2 separate regions of the Mus musculus genome follow, and region 1 is linked to region 2. Evidence: chromatin contacts called from public Hi-C data. All regions are on one chromosome and are shown on one strand. Each heading gives the region's core, a stretch centred on a gene start, on an enhancer-like site or on the middle of the called end of the contact. The rest is flanking DNA. Distances are from core to core; before and after follow the strand shown. Region 1 overlaps Gm13707 (a long non-coding RNA gene). Region 2 overlaps Ola1 (Obg-like ATPase 1).

Evidence for each region. A called contact is a pair of places that touch in the nucleus more often than the background predicts.
Region 1: a contact with region 2 is called in a Hi-C map of Th1 cells, with 5 times the contacts expected there. The contact joins two enhancer-like sites. A contact is called at or near these places in 1 of 15 datasets of contacts at CTCF or cohesin (pro-B cells), 48 of 484 Hi-C or Micro-C datasets (the 63-12 cell line, B cells, the Ba/F3 cell line and 35 more) and 3 of 115 datasets of contacts at active chromatin or transcription factors (the 230-238 cell line, bone marrow-derived dendritic cells and effector CD8 T cells).

The regions. Positions count from the first base shown.
Region 1 is chr2:73,402,211-73,407,639 of GRCm38.p6, forward strand. The region is part of intron 2 of Gm13707 (a long non-coding RNA gene); the gene reads left to right. Among named protein-coding and RNA genes, the nearest start is that of Gm13707, 18 kb to the left of the region's middle. Within about 2 kb of position 2,056, at least 17 of the 459 cell types and tissues checked have an H3K27ac peak or open chromatin away from gene starts, as enhancers often do. A contact at or near this core is called in the 230-238 cell line, CD8 T cells, the CH12 cell line and 3 more, where this site is marked.
Region 2 is chr2:73,157,511-73,162,462 of GRCm38.p6, forward strand. All of the region lies in intron 4 of Ola1 (Obg-like ATPase 1), which reads right to left. Among named protein-coding and RNA genes, the nearest start is that of Ola1, 54 kb to the right of the region's middle. Within about 2 kb of position 3,486, at least 77 of the 459 cell types and tissues checked have an H3K27ac peak or open chromatin away from gene starts, as enhancers often do. A contact at or near this core is called in the 230-238 cell line, CD8 T cells, the CH12 cell line and 3 more, where this site is marked.

The DNA of each region.
Region 1 (5,429 bases), core at 806-3,305, 240 kb after region 2:
AGTGCCCAGACAAGTTGCTATTGCTTCTTGGAATCCAGGAGTGTCCAGACTTGGCACCAGGCTCCCATCTATTCAGTGACTTCCTGATGATCAAACCATGAAAGTCCCTTGTGCTTAAATTATCCAGAACTCGTTCCTATCACTGTATCCAAAGAGTCAGATTTACTCGAATCTAAGATGTTTCCTAGTCTTGCCGCTGTTTTGCATATTTAGCTCTGAGTTATGACACCTTGAATTTACTATTGCATGAGATATTACTTTCAGGATGTCAATGTCATCCTAAACCTACAAATTAATGCAATTACAAGACATCATATTAGCACGATTATTATTTATAATCCATCTTGTTCCCAAAGAATTTCATTGTGTTGAATTATCCTAGAAAGCTACAGCAATGAAAAGTACATTTAAAATAAGGGATAACAGAGAGAAGGGGGGGAAGAGGAGAGGAGAGGAGAGGAGAGGAGAGGAGAGGAGAGGAGAGGAGAGGAGAGGAGAGGAGAGGAGAGGAGAGGAGAGGAGAGGAGAGGAGAGGAGAGAAAGTAAGAAAGAGCCACTGGAGACCCTAACACATAAGACTCTTCCTATGCTAGCTCCACAACAGGTACAGGTAAGATGCTACATTGGGGCTGCAGGCTACACTTGTTGCCATGGTACCCGGCAACATTTTTTCTTTTAATATACTTTAAATAGGAACTGTTTCAACTGGCATTTGTGCTAAAAGCTTACAATCTCTGTACATTAAAGTGGGACCAGGAGATCATTAAGCAAGTGGCCTAGTGAACTGACTACTGAACTACACAAAAGAATATATGTGCCTCAAGTCTTTGTTAGTGCTGTAAGATGGTGAAACTCTAGAAACATCTGCTGTTTCCGTTCCGTTCCATTTCCTCCCCTCCCCCCTTTTTTTGTTAATAGAACACAGAAATCCTTTAAGCTGTAATGCTTTCTTTTAAATTAAGGATGACTTATTTTGCTCTCTACAGTGGATGGACATCGGAAACCTATTTTGCAACTCATTATTACAAATTGAAATATTGCAAATGGAAGAGGGCAGTCATTAAGAACACAAGCCTGTAGTGAACCTCGGTGTAAATCAAACATTATTTTTCATTTTATTATTTTACTGATGAAGGGTTTCCATATATTAGAGACGTTAGTTCCCTCTTGCAGTTCTCATAAAGCGAAACCCAGATTTTAAATGCAAACACTGCATAAAGATATCGCTCATACATAGTAACACAGTAAACACAATCATAAGATACTGATCTTCATTATTGTAATGATGATTTTCCCATTTTAATATTTATTGCTCCCCACCACCACCTTATCCAAAAAGGAGCTAAGGCAACTATTGAACACATCACAAGTGCCATCTAGTGCTTTCTTTGAAAATAACATTTTCCCACTTCAAAAGGGAGAAAGAACACTCAAGATGCTGAACGCCCCTAGTCCAGAGAGGGGTGGAACAGTTATTTCCTAAAAGTGGGTCTGTCTGTTTCCGGTCACAAAAGCTTTTGGGCAGAATGTAGAAATAGGAGTCAAGGAAGTAGAGTCAGTAGAGTCATTCGGCTCTCCGGGTACTGCTGGGGCATCCACAGGTGTAAACAGCTACATAGAGGACGTCGAAGGAAGGAGAACATGCAAGGCGTTTGATGAAGAACTCGGCACTGCTTTCAGAATTTCTTCCAGCTCACGACTTCCGTCACTATTTTGTGTAGTCCCACCCCCACGCTCCCATCCCCCACCCCTGACCCCCGCTCTTCATCTTTACTGTACTGGGACATCTCACCAGCACCACGAGGTGCCTACTGCAGACCCAGTGCTTCTGTGGAGGAAACACACATGAGCCTTAGTCTCTGCTATCGAGGGAACCAGGTAAGTCTTCACCCCAAACCTCAGACACATCCCCACCCTTCTGCAGGCGCCTCCGGGGTTGTTTTCTCCCGTCTGCTGTGGGTTCATTTTCCTCCTCCTCCCTGGAGAGTACCACAGCCTCACCCTTGGCTGAAAAGCTGCCTCCAGCTCTCCTTCCTTTGCCTAAAGAGTTCTCAGGGCTCATCAGACTGTGGTTAGGGATCTGAGCCTGGCTCCCAGGACCTTCCAACAATCACTCAAACTGTTCAGAACAAGTCTCTCACTGCCCCTACCCCTTCCAAGACCAAACCTCAAACCTCATACTAGAGAGCAAGCTATCGTTCCTATCTTAAATTGCAGGATTGCCTTCGGGTGGCTTTTAAATGTTGTTTGGGGTGGCACTTTGCTTTTGGTTTTCGGGGTTTGTTGTGTCTTTTGGCCATTTTCCTTTATAACATGTGTACCGTTTCCCAGATGTCTCTTCGCATCTGGTCACTCTGTCGCTAATTCCTCTCCTCCAGGAGTCCGTTCTCACCTCAGGCGTGCAGTTGCCACACTGAGTCAGACTGAAACTCCTTGCTTTGTGGTATGCTTAGCTGTCTCCTGGCTCTCGGCTCCTCCTTTCTAGGCCTTTTGTTTTGCTACAGAACACTTTCAAACGACTTCCCCAAACACGCATGTGTCTGAAGCCCCTTTCTGAGGACTTTCTGGCTTCCAAGCAGGCTACACAAGAGCTGGGGCCTTGTGGCCTTCTCACAAGGGGCTCTGGTAGAAGTCCTGCAGCCATTAGACTGATGTTTTTGGAAGCAGGGTGACTATTTCTATTTTACCCAATCAAATCCAAACTGTAGGCTTGGATTTTTCTCTAACCCTACTTTATTTAGGATTCTTGAACTCGTCAACGCTTCCTTCTAGCCCACCAACTAGAGGTTGGGGAGAAAGAAGGTTAGTAGGAAGCGGGGTTGTGGACCTGTTTAGAAGTAGTTCCTTGGGGGGGGGATTCCACCCTTCACTGTCAGGATATCAGCAGTCCAGTCCAATAGCAAACACCAAACACGAACTGCATCTCGATCCAGCAGAAACTGCAAGGCTCCGCTGAATTGGCATGAGTCAGCAGAGGCAGCCAGAAGCAGCTGGAATACCACAAGAAGTTCTTTGACGAGTTTCTCTCTACGCAGTGAAGATCAGAGAAGCCTCACGTGGCATCACAGTGTAAGAACAACCTCTCACTGTCTGTGGGGTTCCATTTAGACTCTTCCCAAACATCACACACTCTCTCAAGCATCTGCTCCAGCAAAACATCACATGCCCTCCCACGTGTCTGCTTCAGCAAAACATCCTCTCACAAGACAGTTTCCAGAAACACACACACACACACACACACACACACACACACACACACGACATAGTTGAGTTTCCAAAGAAACTAGAAATTTCCACTTCACCAAACACTCCATTTTCTGTTTCTAAAATTAAGCCCCACCCCTTGGCATTCTATCTTTAATGTTAATGAATGACATTTCAGAACCTGGCTCTGAAAATACAGAATCTCATTATTTTATTAAAGTCTAATGAGGAGGTGGAGGAGGGGGAGTTTCCTCTTCACAGACTGTGCAAAGGGGGAGAGTTTCTTCTGTATCTTCAAACTTGGTAAAGTCAGGTGTGAAGGTTTGTGATAAGGTTTGGTCAGTTGCTGTGTACTGTAATGCTAAATTCGGCACCTGCCGATGTAGGCCTATGGGTGAATTCTCATGGTTACCAACATTTTTGTGTGTGCAGACCTTGACCTTCAGTTTAAAACTGTTGAGGCTTGGTCTGTTGCTATGTGTTGTAATGCTAAATACTGGCTCTGGTTTCCTCTGGGATGCAGAGATCTTCACTTACACCAGGTGATGCTGTGTAACTTTGCCCACCAGGCTATCCCTGATTGGTCAATAAAGATGCCTACAGCTTAAAGCTGGGCAGAAGAGAGGTAGGTAGCATTTTGTTGTTGTTGTTGTTTAGGGGGCTTTGGGGTCTGAGGTAGGACTATGAGAGAAGAGAGACAAGGTGGCGAGAGAATCAAATGCCATGGTGTAGTTGAGTCATGAAAACATGGCCATAACGGCTGGCCAGTTGGAGTAAGAGCAGCCCAGGCAGAACATGACAAGTTATAACTCGGGGTTATTGATGGGAAAGTAGATACTAATAGCTTAGAGGGTTATATTTGCCCATCTCTAGTGCAGTTAAGGCTTATTCTAAATGTAAAGGTTTGTGTCTTTTCTCTGGGAACTAAATGATCCAAGGTGGTGTAGAAACTCTCAATTAATATTGAATACTTACAACAGTTGGCCATCCCCCCCCCCCCGACCTCTTCTGGCCTTATCTCCCCAGTGATGGGGATTCTCCTGGAAACTTTCCCAGCTGCTCCCAGCTCCTTCTAGTCTCTCTGTGTGTCCAGCACTGGGATGGCTATTCCAACAAAGGAGGCAACCAGACCATGACGGGCTTAGAAACTGTTGTGGTGGTGTGTGAGCCCAACCCTTGGTGACACCTGGAATTGTGACTTCAGGTTGCTGATTGGTTGCCCTGGTGGTAAGGTTAGAGCTGCCACTTGGGTTCCCAAGTGTCATAGACAGGGCAGTGTTGTGCATTCACATCAGAACGACCTTGGTTCTCTCTCCTTTCCACTTACGTAATGGACAAACAAAGGTCTGAGTCCTTGGCACAACAAAGGCCTTCAGAGTCCCGGGCTCTTTATGTTTCCGCGTAGGTATATGGTTGCCTCAGCGACATGGACCACAGCAACAACCTCGGTTGTGACAGAACTTTTCCTGGGGAGAAGCTACACACACATCTATCACCCCAGTTAGGGAAGCCATGACAGATCCAAGTACAGATACCACCAAAGTGCAACTTGGTGAACCATGAGTTTTACTGGAGTCCAGCAATCAAAAGCCCACTCTGGCTCACCCAATTAACATGCCCAGTTAAAATTAAACACCGTATCCTAACATGGGGTTTCCTTTTACCTTTATAAACTGCCATTTGTCTATGGGCCACGTCTTCTCTCAATTCAGAGGCAGTCCTTTCTACCCCTCCAGGACAAGTACCCTTGTTAGGAAAAGTAGCAGCTCAGAAAGTTTCATTTAAAGCCCTTCTAGATTATTCCACCGTCAGTATGTCTGTGCATTCCTTTCCTGAGCTGCTTCAGGGTACATGTTTGAGCATCTGGGTTAATCCTCCATCCTGCTTAAGGTTTTTGTCTTATACTTCCATTTGCTTTCCCTTTCTTAGAAGTATTGGGAGTTTCTCACCTTTATTTTTCAGATCACCAGTGGAGCTTTTAGTTATATAAGCTCCAGTCATTATTCATTTATTCAACAATGAGTTCATGATGCGTGACAGACCAGACACGATTTTAAGTATAGTTATTTGGCAGTAAGCAAAGTTTTTTTTTTAATTGGGGGTTTCATTTTCTTTCTCTCTCTCTCTTTTTTTTGAGACAGGGTTTCTCTGTGTAGCCCTGTCTGTCCTGGAACTCACTCTGTAGACCAGGCTGGCCTCGAACTCAGAACTCTGCCTGCTTCTGC
Region 2 (4,952 bases), core at 2,236-4,735:
ATTAGAAACACATGCTATTATCACATATTTAAAGTGCAGTTGAAGCCATAATTTCAAATTGCCAACTAGAAACATAAGGGTAAAACAACCAGATATTACTGAAGCATGTGTACTGACTTTATGCCCTTCTGAAGACATAATGTGGCAACATAATTCTATTGGGATTTACTCAAATTACCAGATAAAGAACAGTATCACATAAAAAAATGAATAAATGCTATGAAATATTATAAACAGAAAGCAGTGATACAGGTACAAAACAATAAACACTTATAAACAAATTAATTTCATAAAAATCATCTACTTGATTATATGACCTAAGAGGTATTTTAGACAGAAGCATTATAGAAATCATGAGTTAGTATAAATTTGATAAAGAAACAACAGCAAATATAGTTAATTTTTATGCAACATAGTCTAGGATATTCTTGTTATGAGTTATAAAGAGTTCTAAATTGCAACTGCCTAGTATTTTTAAAAGTCATTTTTAATACTAATGTCCACTGTTCAGTAGTAAGCCATAAAATATAGGTATTTAAATATTTAAGTGCTTTAAGTATTGAACTGGTATATTAGATGATGTCAAGTTCATATGAACAAAATAATCAAAAAACAAAAACAAAAACTAAGTCTCCTAAGTTGGTGTATTTCTTACTAAACACAACCGACACATAAGCCCCGCCCGCCCGCCCACCCACCCGCCCGAGGGAACAATGCTCTTTCTTGCCATGATTGACTTTACAAAGAGACAAGAGGGCAGCACATGCAGCACCCAGCTCAGAGACAGACGGCCCAGGCACACAGGAAGCCCTGGTTTGCTCTCCAAGAGTGCTTAAACTAGGTGTATTGGGACACACCAGCAACCTTAGTACTCATGGGGCAGAAATAAGAACATCAAAGGTTCAAGGTCATGTCTAAGGACACAGTAAAGAAGAACAAACTGTATCGTCCCGCAGAGTGAGAAGTACCCTGAACAGCTGTCTTTCTATAGAGGCTGACGGCTGCACTGACTCAACAGCACCCCAGAAAGCTGAGCACCCAGTATCGACAGCACGGGGGTGCAATAGGCACATGAGAGCATTTCCTACTTTACTGCAGGAAGAAGGAAATATTGGATGAAAACTAAAGCGGTAGCTGGACCTTCACAAATGCCAAGTGTGTTTACCAGAGTGGGGTGGGATGAGATGCACGCAAGCAGGGGAAACAGGCTTGAAATGAAGATGTTATTAAAGCAAACATGACAGGATTGCTGGGTAAGAAATCCTTGTGGTGGAATCCAATTTAGACCTAGTTTTAAAAATGGAGATTTGTTGTATTTAACACACACACACACACACACACACACACACACACACACACACACGGTTGGGCACAACATACAGATATTATGATTTTTCTTGTTCTGGCTAATTACTGTAAGATCAAAATTGTAACTAAGCTTAAGATACTATTTTGAAAATTAAACTTCTTTATTGTGTTTTAGAAAAGAGTAGCTTGTTTTTATAAAAACTGTTCTTTGTGGAAAGTTTAAGTGAGACAAACTGATAAAGCAGCTTAAATTAACATTGATCCTATGCTTCTAACAGAATTTCAAACACCAGGTTCCTCTCCAGTATCTGCTTGGATAAAATTGAGGGTTGTAATTAAGAAACTACCACTTAAATTTTCCTAATGCATTTACTGGAGGGATGTTGTTAAATAATCACTATAGTTACTGGCCTCTATATAAATAGACAATTGTATAAGATATTTTTCACTGAGTGTCATAAAAGTTATTTCTTTTCAGTCCCTCCCTCTCTTCCTATCAATGTTTGCTCCCAGACTTCCTTTTACTTATCAAGACCATAAGCTATTATGTCTCTCTCCTGTATTAGTACTTCTACCATTTCAAGAATTCTTTCCCTTAAACATTTCAGTAAATTTAAAATTCTCTATTAAATCAAATATGTCACTCATTCCAGGACATTAATCTCATTCTAGTTACAGCTCTCCTTCCCCTAGTTCAAAGCCGAACATTCTGAAAGCACTGTCTATGACTGCCAATCCTCCACGTCTTACTTAACCTTCTTGTCATTCAGACCATGTGCCTCCATTACAGCAAGGATCACAGGCACTGGCCAGGAACAGCAGCAACCCATGGATTCCTAGTATTTGAGAAGTGGAAACAGAAGGTATGAGTTTGAGGTTCTGACTGCTCTGTCAGAGGACCCAGGTTCAATTCTCGGCACCCACATGGCAGCTCACACCTGTCTGTAACTCCAGTGCCAGAGCTTCTGACACCTCACACAGACATACATGCAGGCAAAATGCCAATGCACATGAAATAAAAATAAATTATTTTATAAATGAAAGTTGAAATGAACAATGCTTAGTGACAAGAAGTTACTCTGAAGAATAGAAGATAAGCATTTGCTTCTCAGATAGAGGGAGATGATAGGAGTTATAGATAGATATCAGAGTTAAGCGTGGACTTCCTTGTCAGTCAGCAGGAAGTCAGCATGGCTCTTATGCCAGTGAGTGATGAGTCTGAAGAGCACTGTTAAAGACTAAGCAGGAATAGGAACTGCACTCCAAACACTGTAAGAATCTCAATGGATATTAAGAAGAGATGTAAAGTGACAGATACAGAAAACAACTTCATCTGGACATGAACAGTAATGGAGTCAGTGGAAGGCAGAAAGAAGAGAGATCACCATGAAGTTTCAAGCCAAAGGATTTTTATGTGAATTACTGTAAAGCCAATATATATAAATTTAAATGCTTAAACCAGGTACAAAGCCAAAGGTATTATATAACCAAAATGCATACGTGCAAGGACAGCAGTTCTCAACCTGTGGGTCACAACTCCTTTGGCAATCCTCAGTCTTCAAAACTATTTACAATTCATGGCAGTAGCAAAATTATAGTTCTGAAGTAGCAATGAAAATAATGTGACGGTTGGGGTCAGCACACCATGAGGAACTGTATGAAAGGGTGCAGCACTGGAAGGTTGAGAAGCAAAAAGATAAGAAACACCACACAGCATATAGTCCTATTAATTCAGCATCAAGACATTTGTACAGTGGACTGTTTCACTTTACATTCCAGGTTCTTTCAAAGTAATTAGCAAGTGTCCTAAAAAATCTACATTCTGATTCATTCCTAATAAAACCACTAGAAAGTTAGGAAGCCACACCTTGAAAGGTTAAGAAGACATATTACAAAAATGCTTTCATTTTTAAGTCAACATATAAAGTGGTGAGCTCATTATGGTCCTGTGGTCCCCTGCCTGCTTACCGTTTTCTCTGCTTTCATTTATTATTTGTATATGAGTGAGGGCACATAGATGCCACAGTACACATGTGGCAGTAAGGGAGAAATCTGTGGAGCAAGTCCTCTCTTTCCACCATCACATGCTACATTAGTTAATTTCCTATAGCTGTAAGGAAACACCACAACCACAGCAACCCACAGGAGGAAGGGGTTATTTGCTTACAGTTTCAGAAAGATGAGAGTTCGTTAACTTGCTAGCAGGGAAGTGTGGCAATAGGCAGGCATGATGACTAGAGCAGCAAGCTCAGAGCTCACATCTTAAACCACAGTCACAATGCAGAAAGAGTGACCCAGGAATGGCATCTGGCCTTTTAACTCTCAAAGCCTGCCTTTAGTGAGACACTTTCTCCAACAAGACCACACCTCTTAATCTTCCCCAAACTGCATTACCAACTTAGAACAAGTACTCAAATGTCAGGGACTATGGGGGACATTTCTCCTTTAAATTATCACACATGGGTTCTGGAGATCAAAGTTATGTTATCAGGCTTACCAACAAGTGATTTTACCCATTGAGCCATCTCACTGGCCATAGCTTTGTAACTGTTTTGATCAGTTTTAGGAATCAAACCCAGGGCCTCTGCATGCTGGGCAAGAGCCCCACTACTGTATTACTAGCCGTTCAGCTTAACTTTAATCTTGGGATCTTGAGCATACTAGGCAAGTATCTATCATTGAGCTACAGCGCCAGCCTTTTAAAGCAGATTTCTCATTAAATATAAAGTTGGAAATCAAGACAAGAATATAATATTTAAATTTTATCTTTTCAAAGTTCTAATCACATCTTCAAAATTCCATGTATGTCAAACCTCCATTTACAACTTCTTTATACTCTTCATTCTTTCTATCCTGGAACTCACTGCTGCCGAAGTTGGACTCAAACGCTTGCATTCCAGAAACACCCCCTCCTTAGCCTTCTGAGTAGCATAGTTAATAAATACTACAAGGCAGCGGCTTTTGTTCTTGTTTGATGGTACTAGGATCGAACCCAGAGAGACTCACATATTCCAAGAGGGCAAGTGCTTGGAGAGAGGTAAGCTTGCATGGGCAATTCTCTCACTATCTTTATGGCTTTATTCACAAACACTGGGAAATGCAAGGTACCATTTACTTTTCATAAATAACACAACAAAAGTGCTTCATTGAATAGAAGAGGAGAGGTAGTTGGGGGTAGGAGCAGTGAGCTATTTAGTGCATACTCTAAATGTTCTGACTTTAGAAGTGCAGTTTAAACCCCAGCTTAGAGGTCCACTGAAATTCTAGCCATGATCTATGAAAAAGACCTACCTTGACAAGAAAGCAGATTGTAATTCACAGCTAGACCTCAGAATTTGTAATTCTTAACTATGGATTATATAAAATAACTATTTTAAATTACAAAAGGAAAGACAAGCACTTTAATGTGTTCTGTTTACTTTTAAAAGTCCATTCATGGGGCTGGAAAGAGCCCAGCACATAAAGTGCTTGCTGCTTGAGTGTGAGAACTTGAGTTCAGATTCCCGGCACTTAGGTGAAAACGGGGCATAGCTGCACCTGCCTGTGACTATGTGCAAGCCAGGAGGAAAAGGGAGAGGAGATGGACCCCATAGTCTTGCTGGCTAACTAGTCTAACCAAACACTACAAGCTCCAAGTTCAGTGA